Regions from separate parts of the Mus musculus genome. Here all the other regions are linked to region 1. A link is a contact called in public Hi-C data. All regions are on one chromosome and are shown on one strand. Each heading gives the region's core, a stretch centred on a gene start, on an enhancer-like site or on the middle of the called end of the contact. The rest is flanking DNA. Distances are from core to core; before and after follow the strand shown. Region 1 overlaps Car10 (carbonic anhydrase 10). Region 2 has its middle 4.5 kb from the start of Gm35148. Region 3 has its middle 110 kb from the start of Gm35148.

Region 1 (4,077 bases), core at 965-3,464:
GCCCATATGAAACAGGAGGAAGCTTATTTGCCTCTTGTTTGCTTCTCTTGCCCCATCTAGTTGATATCCAGTTGTTGTAGCCCATTCCTTCACTCATACCAGAGCCAGCTTTTCTAGCATTCCATCAGTGACTAAGGAACAGCAGCTCTCTGGGGAATCTCTAGGTTTGTTACACCAAATTAGGACTGCTGAAGCAGCCAGCCTCCTGTTGAACTCTCAACCTCTCAAGTAGGAGATAATTGTTATCATTTTAACATAATCTGATTTAATAAATTATTTTCCTATATGTATATATATATATTAATCCTTTCAGTTTTGCTCCACAAGAAGACCCTGACTAACATATGTGTGCCTCCTTTAATCCCTACCCCCTGCAAGTTCATTAGGAGTATTTCATCCCATACGAGAGAAAACTGGATTTCAAAATTACTTCATTGGGCTTATTTTTCTGGCAAGTAGAGAAGATGAAACAAAGACTCAAGTCTCGGTTTATATCCATAAGAAACATAAACCTATATAAACACCTCTGGTATGTATCAATTAAAAACAAGGAATAATTAGGACCTCTTATAACATCGGTGAGTCTCAGAGATTGTTGAGTAAGAAAAAGAACACCTTGTGAAGGGGCTGGTTTTTGTTTGTTTGAAACAGGTTATCATGTAGTTGAGGCTTTCCTAGAAATCACTGTGTAACCAAGTATGACCTGAACTTCTGATTCTCCTACTCCTAAATGCTGGGATTACAGGGGCCATAATTATGGGTCTAAATTATGAAATGTTTGGGACTGACCCCAGAGTTTTGTGCACTCTACCAACATATATTCAGGCAATGGGAAAAGAGGCATGAATGTCACTACCCCCTATTTGGAAGACAAGAGAGAAGTTGACATTTTACATTTTGCTAAATATAGTAGGAGCTCCATCATGTGTGTGTGTGTTATATTCAGAAAAAACAACCAGCATAATTATGGTGTGTATATCAGAGAAAAGGTTGTTCATTGAGTATAGAACAGTGGGGAAAAAAACCATAATTGTAACTATTCCCATTTGGTGTATACAAGTTAATATGATCTCTCCCTTTTTATAATTAAGGTCCAAGAAGATGTTGCTTTCCCTCATTGGAGACTCTGATAAACTCAGTTTGACCAGACAGTTAACCTGTATATCCTCTATCTCATTGTAGTGTGAGTTAATTCAATACTACTCTCTTTCTGGCCTGGGGCTTGGTATATTTCCTTCTTTATGCTCTTATACCACTACCCTATCTCCATTCTGATAACCATCTGTGTTATCATTTCACAACCATGTTGGATATATGTACAGGTACCATACAAACACTGCAGCAAAAGAGCAAAATACTAAAGATATTAGCTAAAAGGTGTCATAATAAAGGTAAACCTGGTGTTCAGATACAATCAGAATACTAGGATCAGGCATGTCCAATAGATAGTCCCGGTGTCTTAGTTAGGGTCACTATTGCTATGGTGAGGGACCATGAGCAAAAAGCAAATTGAAGAGGAAAGGGTTTATTTGGCTTACATCTCCACATCACTAGTCCTTATTGGAGGAAGTCAGGTCAGAAACTCAAGCAGGACAGGAACGTGGACACAGGAGCCAATGCAGAGGCCGTGGAGAAGTGCTGTTTACTGGCTTACTTATAATGACTTGCTTAGCCTGCATTCTTATAGGACCCAGAACCACCAATCCAGGGATGGCCCCACCCACAATGGGCTGGGTCCTCCCCCATTGACTGTTAATTAAGAAAATTACTTACAGCCAGATCTTATGGAGGCATTTTCTCAATTGAGATTCTTTCCTTTAAAATAACTCTAGCTTGTGTCAAGTTGACATAAAACCAGCTATCACACCCAGTAATCATGAGGTTGAGGCAGGAGGATTACAGTTTCTAGTCTAGAGATAGAGAGAGAGAGAGAGAGAGAGAGAGAGAGAGAGAGAGAGAGAGAGAGAGAGAGAGAGAGGAAAAGGAAGAGGGAGAGAGAGCAGGGTCTTTTATTACCTTCATGTCCCAAATCCCTTAATTTGTTAAATTTTCACCCCATCACTTCTGAAGTCCAGGACACCCTTGCTGATGTCATGGGTGTCGTGATTATCTCATGAGATAGTGCACATGGACATATTCTGAGCTAGAACATGGGAGAGGAGCTCACCTGAGTCTCCAGCACAGCTTCAGGAGCTCACTACCCTCCATCTGCCACTCTTCCTCTGACCTACTTTTCCTTTCTGGAGCTTGGTAGGTGATCCCACTAACGAACCCAACCTTCTGTTGTCATGAAGGTGAGCTAACGAGAATCTGTGGATGTGTCTTGCTCATACAATAACCAGGGAGCTCAGGTCTTTGGGTCTGCCTTCTTGTATCCATCCTTAGAGATCAAGAGTTCCAGGTTACTCCTCTGTGTTTGATCCCAGATGAAACAGATGGGAACTGGCTCAGAGGATATAATCTTCTATCCCTCACCTCATCAACTATCATAGAAATTGATTTCCTTATTTTCATTTATTTCAAAGCTGGAGGCCTAACCTAGGGCCTTATACTTGGACACAAGTACTAAACCACTGATCTCTCTTCCCAGTCATCTTTCAATTAAAAAAAAAAAACATAATTATTACATAAGACACCAATAATTCAGGCAATGGGAAAATAGACACCAATGTCACCACCACCTGTATGGAAGAGAAGTTGTCATTTGCTAAATATGGTAGTAGCTCCATCTTTAAACACATTTTTGAAGGTATGATCTATAGTTTGCTTCTCCACCATTTCTATGTACTGCATTTCCAAATTTCAGCCCAATCACGTGTATTTGTGCTTTCTCCCCCTACTTACAACATCATAGACTGATTTTGGAGTTCTATTGAAGTTACATAATACACATCCTAGCTCTCTTGGTAACTTGCTTTTCTCACTTACCAGTTCAGTTCATACATTTCAACTGTTGTATGGAATCCACTGGGTATATGACCACTGATTTGTCCATTTCACATACTCAGAGTTAGAGTCTATATTTTCAGCTACTCTTTGTTGTGCTACATTGTGTACCTCTGTGTAGACCTCATTGTTTATACACTAAGCTATCTCATATAGAAGAAACTTAGGATAGAGAATGAGAAAATGAATTGTTGAATTACAGGGTATGCCTATCCTGCAATGAACTAGATATTTCTAAGGTAGTTACAACAGTTTAAATCACCAAATCTTTTGGCCACATCCTTTGATGCAATCAGATTTCAAAATGTGTGCTGATAGGATGGTTTGAAATGCTATACCACTGCAGTTTTAATCTCTGCCAAACCCCAGTAAGAGTGAATAAATTGCTCATGTATTTATGGCTGTTTGAAATTCTTCATTTTCAATCAGCCTTATTGACATCCACTAAATTGTTTATTAATTTGATCAATTCTGGTCCCAGAGAATTGGACCCTTCCCAGCAATACTCAATCAATTACATCTACTTCTGGTTTCCAGAAGTTTCCTCTTTCAGTTGAACCCAAATGTACATTGTTGATGTTTCCTGGTTATGCATTATAGGATGGCATCACAGCTAACCTTTCTTCTTTATGGTTACTTTGTCCCTCTATTTCTTCATTGATTTGATCCTCACTGGAGTCCTAAATGACACAGTCATGCCACCAAGGAGATACAGGCCTTACAATGTACCCTGTAGCCCTTTAATAAGAAATTTGAATACTTGCAGGGACACAGAGCACTACTCTAAGTGAATGTACAGAAGAGCAAGGGCAATACCCACATGTTAATACAAGTGGTTAATGATAGTGGCCCTATCGATATGATGGTGAGGCAAGCCTCATTAGATGGGTTGAGCGAACAATGCCTGTGAGAAAAGAGCCAAAATGGACAGGCTGATGAAGATGTTTCATGAACAGAGTAAAGAGACCAGTGCTTTTCATGGAAGGTCTACAAGCACTTTCAAATGCTAATAGGGATGAACTAGTAGAGCAGTAAACATCCTTATGTTTGGGAATAAAGGGGTTATAATTGCAGAAGCAGAGGCCATTAAAAGCTGAGAGACTGAGACTCACATTCAAAGCCTTAGGACTA
Region 2 (4,077 bases), core at 982-3,481, 660 kb before region 1:
TTTTATAAGCTAATTGCCAAAGTACATTAGAGAGTGAGTCTGATTGGCTACGACAGGGCCTTGTCTGAGCAATTGGCTGTCCTCGACTGGGTAACGCTTGGCTGTTTGTAATTGACTGAAACTTGTCTATTTGTTGCGAACCAGGTACTCCTAAGCTAGGATTCATTCTGTTTATGTATGAGTGCAGGTTATGGCTTGTTCCGTTAGAAGGACGCAGGCTAATGACCTGTATAAGTTCAGGCTTTGGAGGATGCGCTGACCACAGCCTGTAGTGGGAGGGAACCACTCTCTCATCCACTCTTGCAGTGTGTGCTTCCTGGATGATCTGCAGTGATGGGTTTGAAGCAAGGCTATTCTTTGGAAAAAACTGGGTTGCCTTTTTAGAGTCAAAGGACCAACTGAGCAACTGGCTGACCCAACTGCCATCTTACCTACTGACCCCCCTCAGTTTTCTGAGGATTCTAGATGGACAAGGGTCTAATGCTACTTTCTGCTTATTATAGGATATAGACATTCTAAAGCAAACTTTAGACTTCCTAATTTCTGTCTGGCATTTCTTGGCTAGAGTAAATGAAGGTTGGGGCTAGATGTGAGATTTTCTTGAAGGGTTTTGGAAGGAACAAACAAGTGGCTTAATTGCCTCATGTTTGCTGTGAGTGCTCCAAGGAACTTTGGTCAGATTCCTGAAACTGGAGTCTACACTCCAGCTCACATGCATACCAGCAGAATGCCTCTGGTTAAGTATCTGACTTCCTAAGTCTCAGTTTACCTCCCTGCAAAATGAGGATGATAGCACCTATGTAGAAGATGAGGTGACAAGTCCATTTGAGGTACATCCTGTGAGCACGGACAAGGGAGGAAGTGCTTTCTTGTGGACCATAACGTCTGTTGGTAGTAGCAAGAATTCTTCCTGACTGGCTTCTCAGTGTGGGCATCGGCTGGGAGTGGCTCTCTGGATCTGGCCTTTCTATTCTACCTACTACTGTTGACCATTTTGTTTGGTATGTGTCATTCAGTATCTACAGGTGACAGAGGAGAAAGAGGAGCTGGGGCAGTGTGATGTGAAAGCTAACACTATTTCCCAAGAGTGATCTGCCCTCAACTGGATGAGTTTTTCTTTTCGTTCGACGCCTTTCTGGTTGGCAGTTAGCATCCTTGTTCCTCCTGAGTGGAGACTGTGAGAACTATCACAGCTGGAAGTGGGCTCCTTGGCAATGTTCTGGTGGCAAGGGAAAAACAGACAGAAAGTCAGAACCATTCAGGAGACACACTGCCGATCACCTGGGAATCCACAAGATCCTCCCACTCAACCCTGTATCTCTACAACTATCGATTCCTTCTTCCTATTCTCATGAATACTAGTTATACATCCTCTATCTAAACGTGCCTATTCACCCATTCATCATCACAGTGTGATGAACACACATGGGAATGTACATGGGGAACAAAGGGTTCCCATGTACCAGGCACTACGCAGTCTTTACAGATGAATTCATCTTCATGACATCACAAGAAGTGTGGTTTATTCTGTATTATCGTTGCCCGTATTTAGCCTGCATTATTTTTGTCTCTCTTCTCTCTCTCTGTTTCCAAGATTAAAAAACCCCAGATACATGGAGTTTTACCTTGTCTCAGATGAAGTAGGAAGTGAAGAGCCTGAAGGAGCCCTACTGTCACACCACCAGAGCCAACATTGCTTCTCAGCTTGTGGGTAACACAGAGAGACTTGTACCCTGCTATTGGAGTGACTAAGCACTCGTGCTGACTGGCTCAGAGTTCCCATATTTGGGGGTGATTTGTGGCTGATTTAAAGGTTTCAATGGTGTTTTAATTTTTAAACAACTCACATGCATCATTTTTTATAATGAAATAAAAGCGTTATTTGCACATAACCGCCGAAGCATATAATTTGCACCATGCAAAACAGCGAGCAGGAACTTTTAATTACTTTATCTTTTTGGTGGGCAAAGAAAAGAGCTCCGAGAAACAGTGGAAGGAAGGAAGGGATTAGACTTTGGCCGCCATCTCCTGGCACGCTTCAAAGGCCAGTCGTTTGCTGGAGTTCTTTGGATGTGTTCTGGTACTTCTGATGTGTTGTGGGGTTCTAATTTGCCTACTGGAGATGCCTGCTGCTTTGTCCCATCACTGCCACAAGATGGCAGTCATACCACAATGATGAATCAGCCCCCACCCTCCAAGAGGAATGTTGAGCATCTTCCCTGAAGGAAGACACACAGAGACAAAACGACGCAGCAGTTTCCATGGAAAGATGAGAGCCACAGTGCCACGGCAGTGGGTTATCTGTGATCTATGAAGTTCTTTATCCTGTGACTCGTGTAGGTTTGTTTTGCTGCATGGGGAATAAAATGATATTGGCTTTTGAGGTACAAAGGCCACAAGGTGAATCTAGGAGGCAGAGGCAGGCGGATTTCTGAGTTCCAGGCCAGCCTGGTCTATAGAGTGAGTTCCAGGACAGCCAGGGCTACACAGAGAAACCCTCCCTGCCTTGGGGGTTGGTGTTGTGGTTGGGGAGAAGAATAAGGCTTGGCCCTGGTTGGGCTGTTGTGGTGAAACTAGATAGGCGAAGGATGAATGGGGTGGAACACCAGGGCTCCCTGACTGCACTTCCAACCCCCACGATGCTCAGTGGGGGAGTGAGGGAAATTACTCCTGTGTCAGTTCTCACTGTCTGCTGGAATAGATGAAGTGTCAACTGCCATGGTGGAACACCATAGTTCATCTGCTCCCTCTCTAATCTAATACTTGCACTGGAGGATCTGACACAGCAAGAAGAAAGCTCTTTTCCATAGGGCACTAACTCATGTACAACACTTTAGAGTCTCCTCTATTTTTTTTTTTCCTAACTCACAGATTGGGAGAACCCTGAGAGAGAACACAGAAGTAGAAGCACACATGCGAGGTTTGCTGAGCAAGGCTCACTCTGTTCTACTGGCCAGACATGAGCGGCATGGCCTCACCTAACCCCATAGGAGGCTGGGAAATGTAGTTTAGTATGTGGCCAGGAGAGTAAGAAAATGGCCTTTGTGTAATGACTACATAGTCTCTGCTTCTAGACTCATCATTTCAGTCAACTATGGAGCTTGTCCTGAAGAAATAATCAGATTTGCGTGTACATCTGTGTGCCTGCACGAAGGTCTTCATTGCTGTTATTACAAAAGCCAGTATTTAGAATAAGATGTTTAGTGATAATGGATTAAAGATGGTATGGTCTATTTGAATAAAGGCATACTATACAGCTACCAAAAGTTGTGTGGTAAAAAAGTGTTGGGGCTCCACAGTCATCACGTGCCTTCATAAGTCACTATTGTTGCTTAATTAAGTCGTCACTGTACTTTATTAAGTCACCATGGTGTTTTATTACATCATCATGGTGCTCTATTGAGTCCTCATTCTTGTTTTATTAAGTCATCATGCTCTATTAAGTCCCCGGGATGCTTTATGAAGTCACTACTGTGCTTTATTGAGTCATCATTGTCTTTTATTAAGTCATCGCGGTGCTTTAGTAAGTCAGTGTGACGCTTTATTAAGTTACCATGGTGTTTTATTAAGTCACCATTGTACTTTATTAAGGCATCTAGTATTTTTTATTATTTATTAAGGTGATATATTAATTGTAATCACAGGCACTTCCAGGGTTTATGTGAACCTAGAAAAAAAGAATACAGAGGCATTATCTGTTTTCATTTAAATATTCTACCACCTAGGATCATGCACAACATGTTTATTTTGAATATAACCCCATGAAGTAGTCTCTCTGTATTTCTAGGAACACATTTCCCCAAAAGCAAAGTCTCTGATTGAATTATACCGCAGGCTCTGTTGGTGACTGTTTAATTCATGTCTTATCTCCCCGGCTCAATGTCTGACTCCTACCCTGAACCACAGCATCACAGGGCAACGGCTATGCTAGGCATCTTTACCTGTTCCATACACAGTGTGGAATCCAGAGTGGGTACTTGGTAAATATTTATTAACTCAAGTTGAATTGAGTCCAATAATGTCAAATGTAAGAAGAAGAATGAGAAAAGCAAGCAAGCAAGCAAGCAAGCAAGCACA
Region 3 (4,077 bases), core at 623-3,122, 540 kb before region 1:
GAATGGTGAGGCACATGGATTTCTGAGAAAAGATGTCCTAGGAAGAAGCCCCTGCTAGTGCAGAGTGTGGAGTGGGAGGAGCTATGACAGTGGGTGGGGCATAAGGAGCACTGAGGGTGAGATTTAAGGACAGAGAGTTAATGGTGGGGAGGGGCTACACAATGTACTGCAGAGCCTTTTGGAGGACCCAGGAAAGCCATGAGCAGGATATTGTGGGTGTGGTGCATGTATTTCTTTTCAAGTTTTGTCTGTAGTTCTTCATGTCATAGTTTTGGGGAATAAACCTAGGTTCACAAGAACAATAATAGAATTCATTTTCCGTGGCTCTGCTCCTATCTGAATGGCCAGAATCCCAGTCTGTCTTAGAAGTTATCTCAATGAGTTCAGGAAAGCTCACTTGTGCGTGCACAGCCATGATTGCATGTGGCACACATATATGTGGCAGCCAGAGGTATCATAAGGCTCTGTCCACCCTTCCCGCCTCTCAGGGTCTCTCATTGATCTGAGGCTTGTGAGCACCAGGGATCCCCCTGTGTCTGCCTCCCACTGCTGGGATTATAAATGTATGCCGCCATGCCCTGGTTTGTTTTTACATAAGTTCTGACATTCAACTCAGATCCTTATGAACACTTTATTGACAGAGCTCTTCCCCAGTGCCAAATTCAAGAGGGCTATTTATGACATCAGCTGGCAGCTCTATGTCTGGCTGTCCACTGCATGCCTCCTTCTCCTATACTGAATCCTCATTCCCCTGGTGGCACAAAAGACTGACATAGTCCGGCTCTGATTCTTACTGGGTGAGAGAACTGCACTCTTGAGTACTCTGAACTGGGACAGGATTGTCAAACTGTTCTGGGCACCAGAGACTATGAAAACAAGCCTCTTGCTCCCTGTTCAGGTTGCTGGGGGGTGTTTTGTCTTTGCAGTGACTTTGGGTGGTGATAATGACTTTCACATCTCATTAATACCATAGACTCCCTCTATCTAGCACAGATTTATTATTATAATTAAAATTACTAGACAGAAGCAAAGGAGCCTATGAAGAAGCCATATATATATATATATTTGTTGAAGTAGTACATTTCTATACTTTAAAAAGTCAAGTAGTGCTGGAAGACTTTAAAAAAAAAGCCCAGTCTGCTCTTGCTTCATAGCCATCTTCCATCTCTCCAGAATCACCCTGAGTTTTTAATTGTTTTCTCTTGGTATTTACTTCTGGGCTTCTAAGAAATATGGCTACCAAGCTCTCTCTTCATTGATCATTTTTAGACAGGGAGTATGGAGAGATGATGAGAATTCTAAATCTCTTGTACCCTCCCGATATGGTTCTAGCATTATGTAACTATAGAAAACCCCACGTTTGCTGCTTTTGGCAAACACTCCAGTGTTCTTCATTCTTGCGCTAAGAGTGCGCTGTTTATTTTCTTTTGGAACAAGTTGCCTTTCCTAAGATTAATATTCCCCCCCCCCACTTTATTTTCACTTCATTCATCTTTTGGACAGCTCTTTCCACATCTGGGCACAGCTGTACAACTATTTAGCGGGTGGACAGGGATAAGCAAAGGCTTGCTTGATCATTCACCACTCACTAGCTTAACTCCATGCCCATGAAGATGATCAGGCCCCAGAAGCCTCCCGGGCACTTTCTCATTTTCTCGTTTTCCTTCGCCTCTTCATTCTTCTGCCTCTCCTTCATCACCTCTCATTCCTCATCCATGTTGGCTTGAACACAGGGGCAAAGCTCTGCTCTATGCATTTTGACTTTGATTCATTCAACAGTGTAATAACAGTTTGCCAACTTCTATTAGCACTATCCGTCTGCCACAGTGGTATGGAGGATTTTTTTTTAAAGCCTTGGAGTTCCTAGAGAACCCCTCCTGGGCACTGCCCTTGGTGGACCATCAACCCCAGAGGATCATGGGCAGCAAGATTCCTGTTCTCGCCTTATTTTCCCCTCCCCTTCATCCCTACTCCCCGTGTTATAATTTGGCCTGGCTGCCCTTACAGTACGCGGGGCTCTGGGCTGCCTTGTGATGGGCACCTGTGAGCACCTGTGCTTTCTGGCAAGCATCTCTGTATGAACAGCTTGAGTGTGATCTTTGTGATCGCAGGTTTTGGGCTTTCAAAGTGCATCCTAAATATTTGCTCTCCTTCTTGGTTCACTATATTTTGCCAAACTGGAACCCTACCCTCCTGTCCGTATAACTCTATTTTTTTGAGTCTTTTACTTAATAAAAAAAGCTTGGGTCTCAGCATTCATCATCGTGATTAATGTGATTCCACTAATAACCTTTTTCTACTTGGGAAGACTCCAATTATGGCTGTATTTTGTGTTTGGCCTTGGGCCAGTTTCTAACTCACCTAGGCTGGTTTCCCGATGCCTCTGTGTGAGCATTAACCTCTCCTGTCTCCACGTTCTCCTGCAGACTTCAGGCAGAGCCCATTCTCGGGACCTTCTGCTGACCCATCCTTGGATAAATAAGCCCAGCTGCCTGGGGAGGGAAAGCCTACCTTTCTCTCTTTCTGAATAGTTCAGACGCAAGGCTATTCAAGGATTCTTGATGGTTTCCCCAAAGGTGATATCAAGCCACATTCAGCCTTCATAATTCTTTGGCTCACTCCTCACCCTTATAATTAATAATGGAACCTTGCCAGAAGTACTGATCTTTTAGGATGCTCTTGAAGGAGGAGACTCAAAGGGATCCGCACTGTAAACCCTTCCCAAGCTCTAGGCTCTCTTTGAACACAGTGGAGGAACTGGGATCTTTAGAGAGGTAAGAAGAGAGAAAAGAAAGTGGTTTTCAAGGTCAGACAGCACTGGATATGTGACTCTGAGAAAATTGCTTAGCTTCTCTGGGTCTCAGTTGACTCCTTTGTGAAATGGGAGGATGGTTATCATTAGAGTTGGGATGAGGATTCAAAGGATAAAAGGGATGATGCCTATAATATGACCAGTGGCTCATTTCTACTCCCACAGTAGTTCCATATACTAAACAATACCTAGAGATGCTAAATAGCCCATCTGTATGAGTAGCCCTGTGTTTTGCTTTTACATCAACATATGTTTATTATTATTAATTATTATTATTTTATTTTATTTTTTACTTAAGCAGACTTTAATGAAAGCTGTGCGTGAGATGTCTCTTCTCTGCATCTTCTCGATTGTTTCTTCCTTGTATTTGCCCTTGTCCTTTCCTACTTGTCAGGACTTGGCTTTCCTCTCCAGGATCTTGTGGCCCTTGTTCAGCTTTAGCCTGGTGATGCCCACCTTGCTGGGGTGGATGCCCACATGAACGGTTGTGGTTGTGCCATTAGCCTTCTCTCGCTGGACTCATTCAATGTAGATGATGTATTCCTTCCTGTACACTTAGACTACCTTGCCAATCTACTCACCTTTGTAGTGTCCTTGAACACCCTAAACTTCATTATCCTCCATCATCCTTTCGGATGGGCATAGACTGAACACTATACTTCTGTCTCAGCTCTTTGGAAAGAGGGGAAGTCATGGTCTTCCCCCGAATGTGAGAAGGTGCATTGAGATGACTTTCACATTCAGGGGAATGCCAAATTTGCAGTTCTTGCTTCTGCCAGAAGTCACTAAAGGATTGAACTTCATTTTGGCAGCTGTGACCTCCCCCCCCCCCCCATGGCTACAAATGGAAGGAGCACAAATGTTATTCTTGAGGGTTTTTATTTTTTCCACCTGTTCTCGCAATGGCTTGGAAAAAGGGTGTTTAGTAGCCATACACTAGGGATAAACTCAAATGCATGTTATGTTCAACAACCATACCATAAGATGTTCATTTATCATATACCAGTAGAGGTTCACGGCAGTTTTCATAAAATATCTGCTACTAATTTCAGTCATAATTCTTATGAGTTATCATATGAAATAACAAAAAAAAACTAGAACAAGCATCCTTTTAGATAATTAGACATCCAAGGGCAAATCCCAGGACCCATCACAGGACTGAAAGGCTGAGCTGATAGCACAGAAAGCCTGTTACACCTAGCTACTGAGGTTGTAGTCAACCATGTCTGATAGCTCAGTGTAGAGTGGAGGATTCTCCCTTCTTA

Evidence for each region. Hi-C and Micro-C count contacts between places; a contact is called where the count stands out from the background.
Region 2: a contact with region 1 is called in a Hi-C map of cerebellum, with 3 times the contacts expected there. The contact joins two enhancer-like sites. A contact is called at or near these places in 2 of 15 datasets of contacts at CTCF or cohesin (pro-B cells and stem cell-derived epiblast-like cells), 76 of 484 Hi-C or Micro-C datasets (the AtT-20 cell line, the BV-2 cell line, the Ba/F3 cell line and 44 more) and 3 of 115 datasets of contacts at active chromatin or transcription factors (astrocytes, bone marrow-derived dendritic cells and embryonic basal ganglia).
Region 3: a Hi-C map of cerebellum shows a contact between it and region 1, with 1.5 times the contacts expected there. The contact joins two enhancer-like sites.

What each region holds. Positions count from the first base shown.
Region 1 is chr11:93,153,253-93,157,329 of GRCm38.p6, reverse strand. All of the region lies in intron 2 of Car10 (carbonic anhydrase 10), which reads right to left. Among named protein-coding and RNA genes, the nearest start is that of Car10, 57 kb to the right of the region's middle. Within about 2 kb of position 2,214, at least 2 of the 459 cell types and tissues checked have an H3K27ac peak or open chromatin away from gene starts, as enhancers often do. A contact at or near this core is called in cerebellum, where this site is marked.
Region 2 is chr11:93,810,770-93,814,846 of GRCm38.p6, reverse strand. No RefSeq gene overlaps it. Among named protein-coding and RNA genes, the nearest start is that of Gm35148, 4.5 kb to the right of the region's middle. Within about 2 kb of position 2,231, at least 4 of the 459 cell types and tissues checked have an H3K27ac peak or open chromatin away from gene starts, as enhancers often do. A contact at or near this core is called in cerebellum, where this site is marked.
Region 3 is chr11:93,694,621-93,698,697 of GRCm38.p6, reverse strand. No RefSeq gene overlaps it. Among named protein-coding and RNA genes, the nearest start is that of Gm35148, 110 kb to the left of the region's middle. Within about 2 kb of position 1,872, at least 3 of the 459 cell types and tissues checked have an H3K27ac peak or open chromatin away from gene starts, as enhancers often do. A contact at or near this core is called in cerebellum, where this site is marked.